2 separate regions of the Ovis aries genome follow, and region 2 is linked to region 1. A link is a contact called in public Hi-C data. All regions are on one chromosome and are shown on one strand. Each heading gives the region's core, a stretch centred on a gene start, on an enhancer-like site or on the middle of the called end of the contact. The rest is flanking DNA. Distances are from core to core; before and after follow the strand shown.

Region 1 (6,224 bases), core at 1,710-4,209:
CCTCCCCCAACCTTAAAAGGGCTACGTTCTGTGCCCCTCCCAGGAATACTGCCGGCTACAAGGAGGAGAGCAGAGCCCCACAGCTTAGCCTCTGCTCTGGGCGCACATTGTGCTGTGCTTCGAGAAGCCTCCCTCTGGCTCCCATAGACTGTTTTACCAACAGAAACACATTTGTTTACATAGGCAGCCCACCCCAGTGGTCAGACTACAGTGCTGTGTGCAGTCCCCAGTGTCTGGACACACTAGATTGTCATCATTTCCTCCTCTTTGACGGGTCAGAGAAAGAACCTGGGAAACCTTCGAGGGAAGAGGCTAAAGGAGAGGAAGGGGCAGATGACCAACCTCTTTTGCCCCCGCCTAGAAATGCCACCAAGCTTCCTGGTCTGTTGCTTTGGTCCTGGGCCCCACCAGCTTCACTTTGTAGACAGCTGTCTTTCAAAGGGATCATACACCCCTGAGCTCACCTAATGGTCCCCAGTTCAACCTCTCTGAGCCCTGTGCTAGGATACACCGTTCCTTCTGGTCCCCTCTGGGGGTGAGGCCCTCCCTGACCTCCTTCTTCTCCACTGTCTTCCTCACAGGGGTTTGCCTGGCATCTGGCCCCAATCTCCTAAGCGGAGGGGGCCACAACTCCTGTGTAATTCGCCCCCTCACTCCCTGGACCTGTGAAGGGATCTGATCAGCGGCTGCCTAAGGTGCTTTGCATCTTGAAGCAACCTGGCCAGTTCAGTCCATCCCCAAACTCTCCCTCCCTCTCGAGTCCCATCTCCAGGGCCTCAGAGAACATGCCCAACCCCACTTTTCTGTCCCAATTCCTCCAGCCTGGGCTTCCCTGATTCAGCCCACACATCAGCAGCCCCAGAGGAGCAGAAGAGGCCTGCTGAGAAATCCTGGTCCCCTCAGTCTCCTGAAGGACTGCACCAAAGTCAGAGCTGAAGTTTGGGCTGCAACTTAAGCCAGGAGTGTTGGCAGGGGCTTCCACCCTGGTGCGTCCGCTGTGCTGGCCCAGGTATGGACCTGGGGGCAAAGGCCTTGCCCCCAGCAGACAGAGGGCTTCTCTCCGCGGTGCGCCACCCGGTGGATGAGCAGGGGAGAGCTCTGGCGGAAGCTCCTGTCACACTGGCTCAAAGCCCAAGGTTTCTGGCCCAGGAGTGTTGGTGCGGCAGCAGATTTGAACTGTCTACAAAACTCTTGCTGCAGCTGAGTTTGGTGCACTTGTTTCTTGCCCGTGTGCGAGCACTGTATTTAAGAAGCTTGGATTTGTGGGAGAGGTTTTGCCACATTCTGGGCAGGGTTGTTCGCCCACATGGACTTGCTGGTGCTTGGTGAACTGGGTGCGCTCTTTAAAGCCACGCCCACACTCAGGACACTTGAAGGGTCACTCTCCACTGTAGGTGAGTCGGTGCCTTAGGCAGTCGGAGTTGTGGGTGAAGTTCTTGCTCCTCCTCCGCGTGCGATCGCTGGTGCTTGAGCAGATAAGAGCTGCACCCAAAGCGGTCACCACACCAGACACAGAGGCAGGGCTTCTCACAGGTGTGGGAGCGCTGGTGCTGCGCCAGGTTGGAGCTGAGGCTGAAGCGCTTGCCGCAGTCCCCCGCAGCTGTAGGGCTTCTCCCACGTGCGCGTGCGCTGGTGCTGGATCAGGCTGAAGCTAACACAGGAAGTCTTGCCACATTCGGCACAGCTGTCAGGCTTCTCGCCCATGTGGCCCCGCCGGTGTCCGAGCTGCGGCCAATAACAGGCTCCTCGCACGCCAGACACTTATGAGGCCGGAGGCCTGAGTGAGAGTGATGGTGTCGCATGAGGTTAGAGCTCAGGCTGAAGCAACAGTCACACTGGGGACAGGGGGACGGTTTCTCGCCGGTGTGTACCCCGTGCTGCTTAACCAGATCTGAGCCCCGTCGGAAGCTTTTGCTACACTGGAGACAGCAGTAGGGTTTATCACCGCCGTGGCTGCTTTGGTGGATTGAGATCGGGGAGGTAGTCAATCCACACCGCTGGCACTCGAAGGCTCCAGGGACCGCAGGAGAGTTGGTCTTGGCAGGAGTTTCTTTCTCCCCAGGGCCAGAGACTGACCTACCTAGGTACCGCAGGCCCAGCATCATTTCCCAGGCGGCCGGCTGCCCCGGCGACACCAAGGTCGCTTGCGTGAAACAACTCCGCAAACAAAAGCGGACCTTGGGATTTCCTGGGATCCAGACAACCGGTTCCCCCGCTGCGCGGCGCCGTCGGAGTCCTCCCGTGCCGTTTCTAGAGCCGGCGACTCCATAGCCGGAAGAGCGTCCCGTTTCCTAGATACCAATCACTCAACTCACAAGCACAACCAGAGCTGAAGACTCTCGGGACCCAGGAATCCGGCACCGGAAACGGAAATGTCCACTAGCTCGTGCCATTCTAGGAAGTGGCAGCAAACGGTCTCTGTGGGTTTAACCCTCTCGTTCACCTGGCGGAGCAACTGGTCCCATCTGCAGGCGCTATCAGGAACTTGACCCTTTCCTTTTGGCTCGAGGTTCAGACCCCATCGGCGCAGACTTCAGTGCCCCGGCCACGGCTGGGGGGCGGCAAACCGAGCTGTCGTTGCCAAGGACACGCTGGGGGCGGAGTAGACACGTCACCTGGAGTAGCACCTTACTGAGACTCCAAGGTCGGAGGTACTGGTCCACCTGAGGCCCTTTAGTTTCCCATCGATCCTAAGCTAGACGTGTTAAACTTGGCGCAGACTACATATCCCAGCATGCACCGCACGCGCCTCTAGGTTTCTCACAACGATTAGATAGATAACCACTACTCTCCACATTTTTTTCTGCGACTGTGCAAGTCAGAGCACCAGGATCGAGAACTACAACTTCCAACCTGCAGAACAGCGGCGGCGCTATTTAACAAGCGTCAGAGAGGCGGTGCCTGGCCACGCCCCTCTTTTCCAGTTCCGCTCCCTTGGACGAGCTGCGAGGAGAGGGGCGGAGCCTTAGGCCTGAGCCAAGATGGCGGCTGCGAAGTCAACCCCCACGGACTCGCTCTCGTTCTGCCTCGCGCAGCTCACGGCGGCGGCCGGGGAGGGTCTAGGTGGGGGAAAGGACACAGCTACCAGCGAGACACCCTTGGGCCGTGCGCTCTTAGCCCTCCGTACGCGCCACGTCAAGGCAGCCGGGGGAATAGAGCGCTTCCGGGCACGCGGCGGGCTCCGCCCCCTTCTCGCGCTGCTACGGCGAGCGGCTACAGCGGGTCCCGCCCCGTCCCAGGGTGGCGCAGGCTCCGCCCCCTCGTCGGTCGAGTCAGCGGCTTCTTCTGGCCCCGCCCCTTCACCGGGCTCCGCCCCCTCTTCTGCGTCACCAGCGACACCCTCGCCACCAGCGCGCCTGCGCAAGACGCTGGACTTGGCGCTCAGCATCCTAGCCAACTGCTGTACTGAAGGGGCGTGCCGAGCTGAAGTGCGCAGACTCGGAGGCATTCTCCCATTGGGTAAGTGCTCCGCCCTCACTTCCTAGAAGGTTTCCACCCATACTTCTGTCTGGACCTGGGCGGAGTCTCGAGTTCTTTGTGCTGCAACCTGAAGGATTGTGCTTTAGGACGGTGCAGCGCCCTCCGTTTTCTTGTTGTTGAGATACGTGACGTCACTTCGCTTTCTAGAAATTATATGCTAGCCCTCCTAGATCCGATAATTCAGCTAATTACCTGAGTATTGCTTAAGGATCACCTCTCTCGCATCTGGGCTCAGTTCAGTTCAGTTCAGTCGCTCAGTCGTGTCCGACTCTGCGACCCCATGAATCGCAGCACGCCAGGCCTCCCTGTCCATCACCAACTCCTGGAGTTCACTCAGACTCGCGTCCATCGAGTCCGTGATGCCATCCAGCCATCTCATCCTCTGTCGTCCCCTTCTGCCCCCAATCCCTCCCAGCATCAGAGTCTTTTCCAATGAGTCAACTCTTCCCATGAGGTGGCCAAAGTACTGGAGTTTCAGCTTTAGCATCATTCCTTCCAAAGAAATCCCAGGGCTGATCTCCTTTAGAATGGACTGGTTGGATCTCCTTGCGATCCAAGGGGCTCTCAAGAGTCTTCTCCAACACCATAGTTCAAAAGCATCAATTCTTCGGCGCTCAGCTTTCTTCACAGTCCAACTCTCACATCCATACATGACTACTGGAAAAACCATAGCCTTGACTAGACGCACCTTAGTCGGCAAAGTAATGTCTCTACTTTTGAATATGCTATCTAGGTTGGTCATAACTTTTCTTCCAAGGAGTAAGCGTCTTTTAATTTCATGGCTGCAGTCACCATCTGCAGTGATTTTGGAGCCCCCAAAAATAAAGTCTGACGCTGTTTCCCCATCTATTTCCCATGAAGTGATAATGGAGGCCAAGAGGTTATTTGGTGACTTTGAAATGATTCTTAGTCTTCATGTTCATAGCAGGCACTCAGTGCCTGCTGTGTCTAGCCTTGTGCAGAGCTCTGAAATCCCATTTGATGAGCTAGACTTCAGGTGTAGTGCTTCAGAAAGTGGGCTCTGCAGTCAGCTAGACCCATCAGAGACTAGGATTATAAAATGGAGTAATAATAACTACCTTAAAAAATTGGAATAGGGAGAAAATAAAATACAAAGATGGAGCACAGGTACTCAACTGGTACTCCCAGTTATTAAAAACTAGCACGTTAAGAACAAATCCTGGAAATCCCTGGTGGTCTAATGGTTAGGACTTGGTGCTTTCACTGCTGGGACCCAGGTTCCATACCTGGTCAGGGAACTGCAAGCCTCCAGGCACAGCCAAAAACTAGAACAAATCCTAAGCCAGTGTTATAACTACAAATGGAATGTAACCTTTAAAATTTGGGAATCACTATACTGAACTGAACTGAACTGATATTGTGCATCTGTAACTTATACAGTGTACATTTGTAACTTATACAATAGTGCTTCTCAGGTGGCTCACTGGTAAAGAATCTGCCTCCCAAATGCAGGAGATGTGTGTTCAATCCCTAGGCCCAGAAAATCCCCTGGAGGAGGAACTAGCCACCCACTCTAGTATCCTTGCCTGGAAAATCCCATGCACAGAGGAGCCTGTCAGGCTGCAGTCCCTGGGGTCACAAGGAGTCAGACACAACTGAGCAACAGAGCACACAACTTATATAATATTGTGCATTATCTTCATTTCAGTTTTTCAAATAAGAACAAACCCAGAAGATAGCAAGCTTTTCTGTTTACCGGCTAAATTGGCGCCTTCTAGTGGCAACATTGTGAACACAGCGTTCTTCTTCATTGCCTGCCAGCTATAAACTTAGGCCTATTTTTATGAAATCTTTATTTTTTTTGATAAAGTAAAACATTATTTTCAGTTTTCATAAAATGTATCTGGACCATAATGTATTTGACAAGGGGCCTGGCGCATTAAGTCCTCAATAAACACACATTTTGTTGTTAGTGTATAACCCCATCATTCATTCACTGTTCTGTACTTTAAATGTCTCCTGAATCCATGCCACTGCTTTGCCTTCTTCCATCACATGCCCAGAGACTGTGCTGGGCTGTGCTGGTATCTGGGTCAGCCCATCTTCTTGCTGTTGCGACAGCTTCTGGGTTGCTCCCTCTGCCTTACTGTTTCCCCCTGTAATCCATTCTCATGACTGCCAGTTTAGATCATGTCATGTCCATTCTTAGAACCCTGTATGGCTCCCAGTGCCCTCACATTCAAGTCCTCATCTCTTGACCTGACAAGGCGCTTCGTGAAGTCATAACATAAACACTAGATCTCATTTTTGGACCTTTGCAAAGGGTGCTACCAAACCCGAAATGTCCCTTAACACTCCCATCCACCATCCACCTAGCAAACACCTACCTATCGAACCTTCCAGATCCCGCAAGTGTTAGGCCTGTTCTGGAGGCCTTCCCTGACTCTCTGAGGCCACATTCTTTTTTAAAAAATTTACTTATTTTAATTGGAGGCTAATTACTTTACAGTATTGTAGTGGTTTTTGCCATACATTGACATGAATCAGCCATGGATGTACATGCGTCCCCCATCCTGAACTCCCCTCCCACCTCCCTCCCCATCCCATCCCTCAGGGTCATCCCAGTGCACCGGCCCTGAGCTTCCTGTCCTGAGGCCACATTCTTGAGGTGGTTAAGGAGAGAAACAAGAAGGAGTAGAACCCTCAAGAGGCCAAACTCTCTTGCAGTGACTATTCTTCAGTGTGTGAAGACAGACAGCATCCAGAACCGAACCGCCCGTGCT
Region 2 (6,224 bases), core at 1,406-3,905, 150 kb after region 1:
CCTGAAGAAATCCATGGACAGAGGCGCCTGTTGGGCTTAAGTCCATGGGGTCACGAAGAGTCAGACATGACTGAGCACCTCATATTTTCACTTTCATACTCTAAGTGGTAGTGGGTTATTCAGCATTTGGGGGGGTGGGGTGGGGTGGGGTGCATACTGCACAGCATCCAGGCATGTGGGGTCTTGGTTCGTTGACCAGGAATCAAACCCACACCCCCTGAAATGGAAGTGGAAAGTCAACTACTGGACTACCAGGGAAGTCTGGGTTATATAACTTTAAAAAAATATTTATTTGACTGTGCCAGGTCTTAGTTGCAGCTTTCGGGATCTTTTACCTTCATTGTAGCATGAGGGATCCTTATTTGGATCTTGTGAACTCTTAGTTGGGGCATGTGGGTATCTAGTTCCCTGACCAGGGATCGAACCCGGGCCCCCTGCATTGCTAGTGCAGAGTCCTAGCTACTGGACCACCAGGGAAGTCCCATGAAACATTTTTAAAGAGTAAATAAGAGTCAGTAAGAATAACAGCATCAGTGTCAGGAATGAGAAAGATGAGAGGGAGGCAGTGACCTGGTCCTAAGACCTGAACTAAGTTGGGCAGGGAAGTGAATAGAGATTGGGTAGATGATGTGCCAGGCTCCCAGGACTTGGCACCAGGGAGGGTGAGCCGAAGGGAGGCACCTCAATGTTTTATCTAAGTGGGGCTCTGTGGTACCAGTTACCGTGGAGGGAACCGGACACCTGTCCAAGTTATCTCGAAAAGCTCAAATATTTTAAATGTTTACATGTACACACATGTCATTTTTATCTTAACATAGATATTTTTCCTGACAATCGCATAAAATTCTGCTCCAGGAACATGACCTATGTTGATCCCATGATATTTTAACCTAAGCCACACACCTGTGAAATAAGAGTACCTCCCTCCCCTCAGGAGAAAGCATTGGGTTAATGCAACTTCAGAGCAAAATGATGGTGGGGAAAAAAGTGCAGAACGAGGGACCTAACACTAAACACAAAAGCCAGGTCAGTAAAGACATGCCTACCAAGTTTACATGTCAGGAAAATAGATCTGAAAGATGTTGTCTCCAGAAATAGCACTGAGAAATCAGGGGAAGGTGTGAGAAAGTCACATGGACACCACTGGCTTGAAGAGGCCCTGCCTCCCACAATGCTGATGGGACGTGTTCTTTCCGCCCTGGGGAGAGCTCACCCCAGCCTCCCTGTTGGGTCTCTGCATCCTCTACAGTCTCATGAAGTGTCAGCCAAATGAGGAACTCAGCCTTCAGCCTCCTGTCCCTGAGTACCTGGGCCTCCTTCCCACCTTTGCCTTTCCCTGGTGTGGTCACTTCTCTGTCCACAGGACCCATTTCTGTCCCTGGCGGCTCCTTGCCTTAACATAGTAGAACATTGCCCCAGTCAGAGCCTCTTCCTCCTGCCTTCACCTCCCAACCCCAGTCCCACAAGCCCAGTTATTGACCCCATCACTGCTATGCAGAGACCAGAAGGTAGCAGAGACCTCCCAGCCCCACCCAATCCTGAGGGCACTTGCCTCCTTCGGGACTCCAGCTGGCCTCCAAATGCTCCCCTTGGCAGCTGGGGAGCTCCTCCCTGTTTCTCCCCCTTTCTAACTGTCTGGCTCCCCTCCTTTACATATTTACATATTTATTTGGCTTCATGCATCTTCAGTGCTGCAGGTGGGAATCTAGTCCCCTGACCAGGGATGGAACCTGGGCCCCCTACATTGGGAGTCTTAACCACTGGACCACCAGGGAAGAGCCATCTAGCTCGCTCTCTGCCCACCTTGTCTTGGCTGCAGTTTCATGAGTATACCTGTGGCTCTTATCTTTCCGCAGGATCCGTTTTCCTTATAGAGTGCCATCCTGGCCCATGCCTGTAAGTTGTGTCCTTGGCCAGGCGGAGTTGTCCTGCATGCTTGCACAGGTCACCTCCTTCCCTTGGGACTGAGCTATCCTGCCAGCACACCAGGGTCTATGTTCCCCTTCCCAGGCACCAAAGCTGGTTACATGCTTTCCCGTCCCAGTTCCCCCCTCTCCATCTCACACTCACACCCTGCCTCACTCGACTGGGACTGCTTGTGGGCGAGGACAGGGCCACCGGTACTGAGATCAACAGGAACATCGGAGTTCTGAGACCGCAGGAGAACCTCATTATGCTTCCACCCAGGATGCTTCTACTAAAGCGTAATTTATTTTTGAAAGTCAATATATTTACATGGTGCGAAGTCCAAAACAAGGTATTTGGGAAGAAGCCCGCCTCCCAGCTTCGCACCTCAGGCCCTGGATTCCTCTAGGAACCGTGTGACTCTCTCCTTGTGGATCACTCCACGTACGTACAAGCCTGGCCCTTGTTCCTTTGGCGCACCCTGTGCCGCGCACCGAACTCATCGCTGGCGCTTGAAGTCTCAAAATCTGTTCCTCCCCGGTTTCTCGCTCCTTTCTCGCAGTAGCGGGACCTCGGCTCTGTGACCCACTGCGGCCGCACAGCGCCCCCTGGCGGCCGCGCCCCGGCACGGCCGCGGTCGCGCGCCCCGCCCCGCCCTGCCCCGCCCCCGCCTCGGCGGGCCCTGCCGGGGGAGGGGTCGCGGCGGCCGTGGCGGTGGCGGCGGCGGCGGCGGCGTCAGCGGCGGCCCGGGCGGTGGGAACCGAGGCGCCGGAGCAAGATGGCGGCGCGAGTGCTGCGCGCTGGCGGAGCGGCCTTAGCCAGCGGCTTTCTGCGGCGGGCCAGCCCCGGCAGCCTCCTGCCCGGGCTCCGGTGAGCAGCGCCGCCCTTTCCGGGAGCGGCCGGGGAGGGGCCGCTGCAGGGCGGAGGGCGCGGGGTCCCCGGCGCGGGTCCCCGCCCCGGCCGCGTTCCCCACGGGGCCGGGCCGCCCGGGTTGCGGGGCGGCGGGACCGGGGCCGCGGTCGGCGCGGCGGGGCGAGCTGGAGCCTCGGCGGGTCCGAACGCCTGTCCGGTCGGCCGGGCTCAAGGTCATGGCGAGAACGACGCTCGGCGCCGAAGCCACGTCCGCGCGCCGAGCCGAGCCGGCCCGGCCTGCGGGACCTTGACCCGCCGCGACCCGGAGCGGTGGCCGAGCGGCGGGCGCGTGGCTGAGGCCGCAGGCCTTGAACTTGGCCCGCGGGGCTCCGGCCGGAGCGGCCGAGAACGCTGCTCGCCCGCGCGAAGCCTCAGCGTCAGCATCCGCACATGGCAGTAGAGACACCCTCAGGTCCTGGGTTGTTGGGAGGAAGAAAATAAAATAACGCGTCGTCCCGGGTGAGCCCTCCGTGGAGGTCAGGGGAGTGGTAGTGAAGAGGTGTATTTAAAAGTAGGTAGCTGACCAAAAAGTATGGACAGTGATCAGCACTGAGTCGGCACAGGGTTCATGTAAACTTTTTTTTTTCTAACCTTATTGGAGTAAATGTTCCGTTTTCTGAATCCATCCCTGACATTACCATTCCCCTTTTTCCCAAATCGAAAAAGCAACGCCCACACTAAGTTGCGCGTCAGTTTGCTGAATTGGTGTCTGTTAGGTACTTTGAACGTTTATGTTTTGGTTTGTTAATTAAACAATGAGCCCGGAGAAAATACAGTTGACACTTAAAAATGAAGGAGGGAAGGAACTACCTGTTAAATGTTAATGCAGGCCAGCTTGATTCTGATATGGTTTATTTAACGTAATCCTGTAACAATCTTAAGAAGTAATAGGATCTGCATTTTAGAGAGAAGGCACCTCGGAGAACTTGAGACACATTGCTGGAAAAGGCATTTGAACCCAAGTTTGGCAGGCTTCAGGCCTAGTACCCTTCCTGGGACTCATGCTCAAGTTATGTTTCACAATTTGATATTGTTTCCAAGTTGATCACCAAGTCAGCCTCCTTTTATCTTGATTCTGTTATTTAGTATCTCCTGTTGCTTTTTTTCACACAAGTGATAAAAGCCCATGAAATTGATATTTTATTCTTGACAAAAAAAGACAGCTGACATGACAGTGTTCACCTAAAGTGCCCGAGATCACTTGAAGCTTGTAAACGAGAACTGCACTTGGTGTGCCTGGTACCCCCACTTCCTGGTGGGACCAGTGCTCTTGACACTGGAGTCTGTCTTTATCCAGGGTCCCCAGTACCTTCTGACTCTTTCCTGGGCTCTAGTCTGCCTTAGCTGTACGTGTTCTTTAGGACTCAGTCTTGTTCAGTTCCATCCAGCTCTTTGCAACGCCGTGGACTGCAGCACACCACGCACCCCTCCTTCAATGTCTCCTGGGGTTTGCTCAGATTCATGTCCATTGAGTTGGTGATGCTATATAACCATCTCATCCTTTGCTGCCCCTTCTGTTTTTGCCTTTAGTCTTTCCCAGCATCAGGACTTTTTCCTTCATTGGAAAGGACTCAGCCTAGACCCAGTGAACTCATTGATTCTCTGAAATACTGATTGGATACAATGTCACTGAGGCTCTGTTGACTTGAGCATAATAGCATAGGTGGCTTTCCCCAGGAAGCCATAGTGAAAACCCTCGTAGGCTTAGAGAATGAGATAGGTTCCATGGGGGAAACTCAGGGAACCTCCCACCCAAGGTCATGGAAGGCCTCTTTGAGAAGGTGACATTAGGCTGAGACCTGAAGGATCAGGGGCCATGAAGGTCCCAAGTGGAAATAGTCAGGCATGCTAGGAAACCCCAGAAAAATCTAGAAACAGAAGTGAAGACAGAGAACAGGTGGCCAGGAGCGGTGTTGAATAATTCCAGGCCTTACAAGCCATTTTGAAAGCTTGGATTTTATCCTGAAAGCCATGGAAAACACTTAAAGGTGTACACTCGAGTGTGACTTCATCTGATCTATGTTTTTAGAAGATCAGTCTGACTTTGAAAAGGGGACCACATCAGGATGGTCAACTGGGCAGATCTTGGTGCCATTCCCTGAGAGTCAGCTGTTCCAAAGGTGAGCATGCCCACTGCATGCCAGGGAGACATCAGTGAATAAGGCACACAGGTACTTGCCATCTGGGAGACTGCTGGTCATTCAGAGAAGGAGGAACAGGTACAGGGAGGGGAGGGGGTGGATCCAGGGCAGTTCTGAACCGGTGAAGCTAGAGATGGCTGTGAGCTATTCAGACAGAAAGGCCCAGTAGGCAATTGGCCTTCTGGAGCTGTATGACTCCTCCACGAGATGTCTGAACCGCATTTGAGAGTTGTGAGCATGTAGGAATCCAAAACGTTAATAGATCCATGGGTTTCAGTGTACTCTATTTGATTGACGTTTCATAATAAAGTGCTTTTTTAAACTATGGGAATGGATGCGATTGCTTGAGGAGTGTGGACAGAAAAGAGCTGAGAAACAGACCCTGGGACATCTGGTCATTTACAGACCGGACACAGGAAGGAGAGGCAGTGAGGGAGCCAGAAGGGGCAGCTGTGAGGTCATTGTTATGGGTCAGTGCCCGGGCAGGAGGTATTTCAAAGAGAGAGTGGGTCAGCTGTGCCAGATGCTGGTAAAAGGTTAAGATGACAGAAGAAAACCGCTTATCAGCAGGGGTGTTGTGGTTGACCTTGCAAGAGTGGTTGCAGGGGAAGGCAGAAGTGTTCCTGGGAGGCCTATTTGCCACACACATCTTAGCTCTGCCCAGTGCCAGGCACCCCGCTCAGCTGCTTACTGAACTTTCCCCCAGGCCCTGGAAATGACCATGTATGGAAACCTAACTCATCTTCCTCCTGCTAAGCCTGCCTGCTCCTCCTGGGCTCGCTCTCCCTACTAAGGGAACATCTTCCAATGAGTGCCCCAGGCTAGGAATCAGAAGACCTTCCCCCCTGCTCCTGCCCATCTGGTCAGGTGCTAGACCTGTTCATTCAGCCTCCAGCATGTCTTGACTCTCTCTAGTGCAGGAACACTCCCCTAGCTCAGTTCTGGGCAGCTCTTGGCTAGGTTCCTGTGAAGAGTGTGGACTTGAAGCCATTGGTAAGGGGGCAACTGGAGAACTCTGAGCAGGACCGTCTCTTGCTAGAAAGGTCTCTATGGCATGAAGCTTGACCAGGTCTTCATCCCTCTTCCCTTCCACCCCACCTCCACCAAGAAAAGCTGTAGACAACATTTTAGGAACCATTGGGGATATTTTAATATGAAGTAGGTATTAGATGTTGTAGGATTACTGTTTTCCTTAAATGTAATATTATTAGAGATTCAGTTTGTCTCGATCTCAGGAGCTGTGTGCCTAAGTATTGAAGGATGGAG

Evidence for each region. Hi-C and Micro-C count contacts between places; a contact is called where the count stands out from the background.
Region 2: a Hi-C map of hypothalamus shows a contact between it and region 1, with 4 times the contacts expected there. The contact joins the promoter of NIPSNAP2 here to the promoter of ARMC5 in region 1. A contact is called at or near these places in 6 of 16 Hi-C or Micro-C datasets (blood, hypothalamus, liver and 1 more).

The regions. Positions count from the first base shown.
Region 1 is chr24:28,011,782-28,018,005 of ARS-UI_Ramb_v3.0, forward strand. It overlaps ARMC5 (armadillo repeat containing 5), which reads left to right and starts at 2,960. Exons shown (of 6, transcript XM_015104180.3): 1 at 2,960-3,459; 2 at 6,169-6,224. The coding sequence starts at 2,982. LOC132658567 (a long non-coding RNA gene) reads right to left here and starts at 2,850. Exons shown (of 3, transcript XR_009598376.1): 1 at 1-2,850.
Region 2 is chr24:28,162,757-28,168,980 of ARS-UI_Ramb_v3.0, forward strand. NIPSNAP2 (nipsnap homolog 2) reads left to right here and starts at 2,656. Exons shown (of 8, transcript XM_027961869.3): 1 at 2,656-2,775. The coding sequence starts at 2,684. TRNAA-AGC (transfer RNA alanine (anticodon AGC)) reads right to left here and starts at 477; the gene lies at 405-477.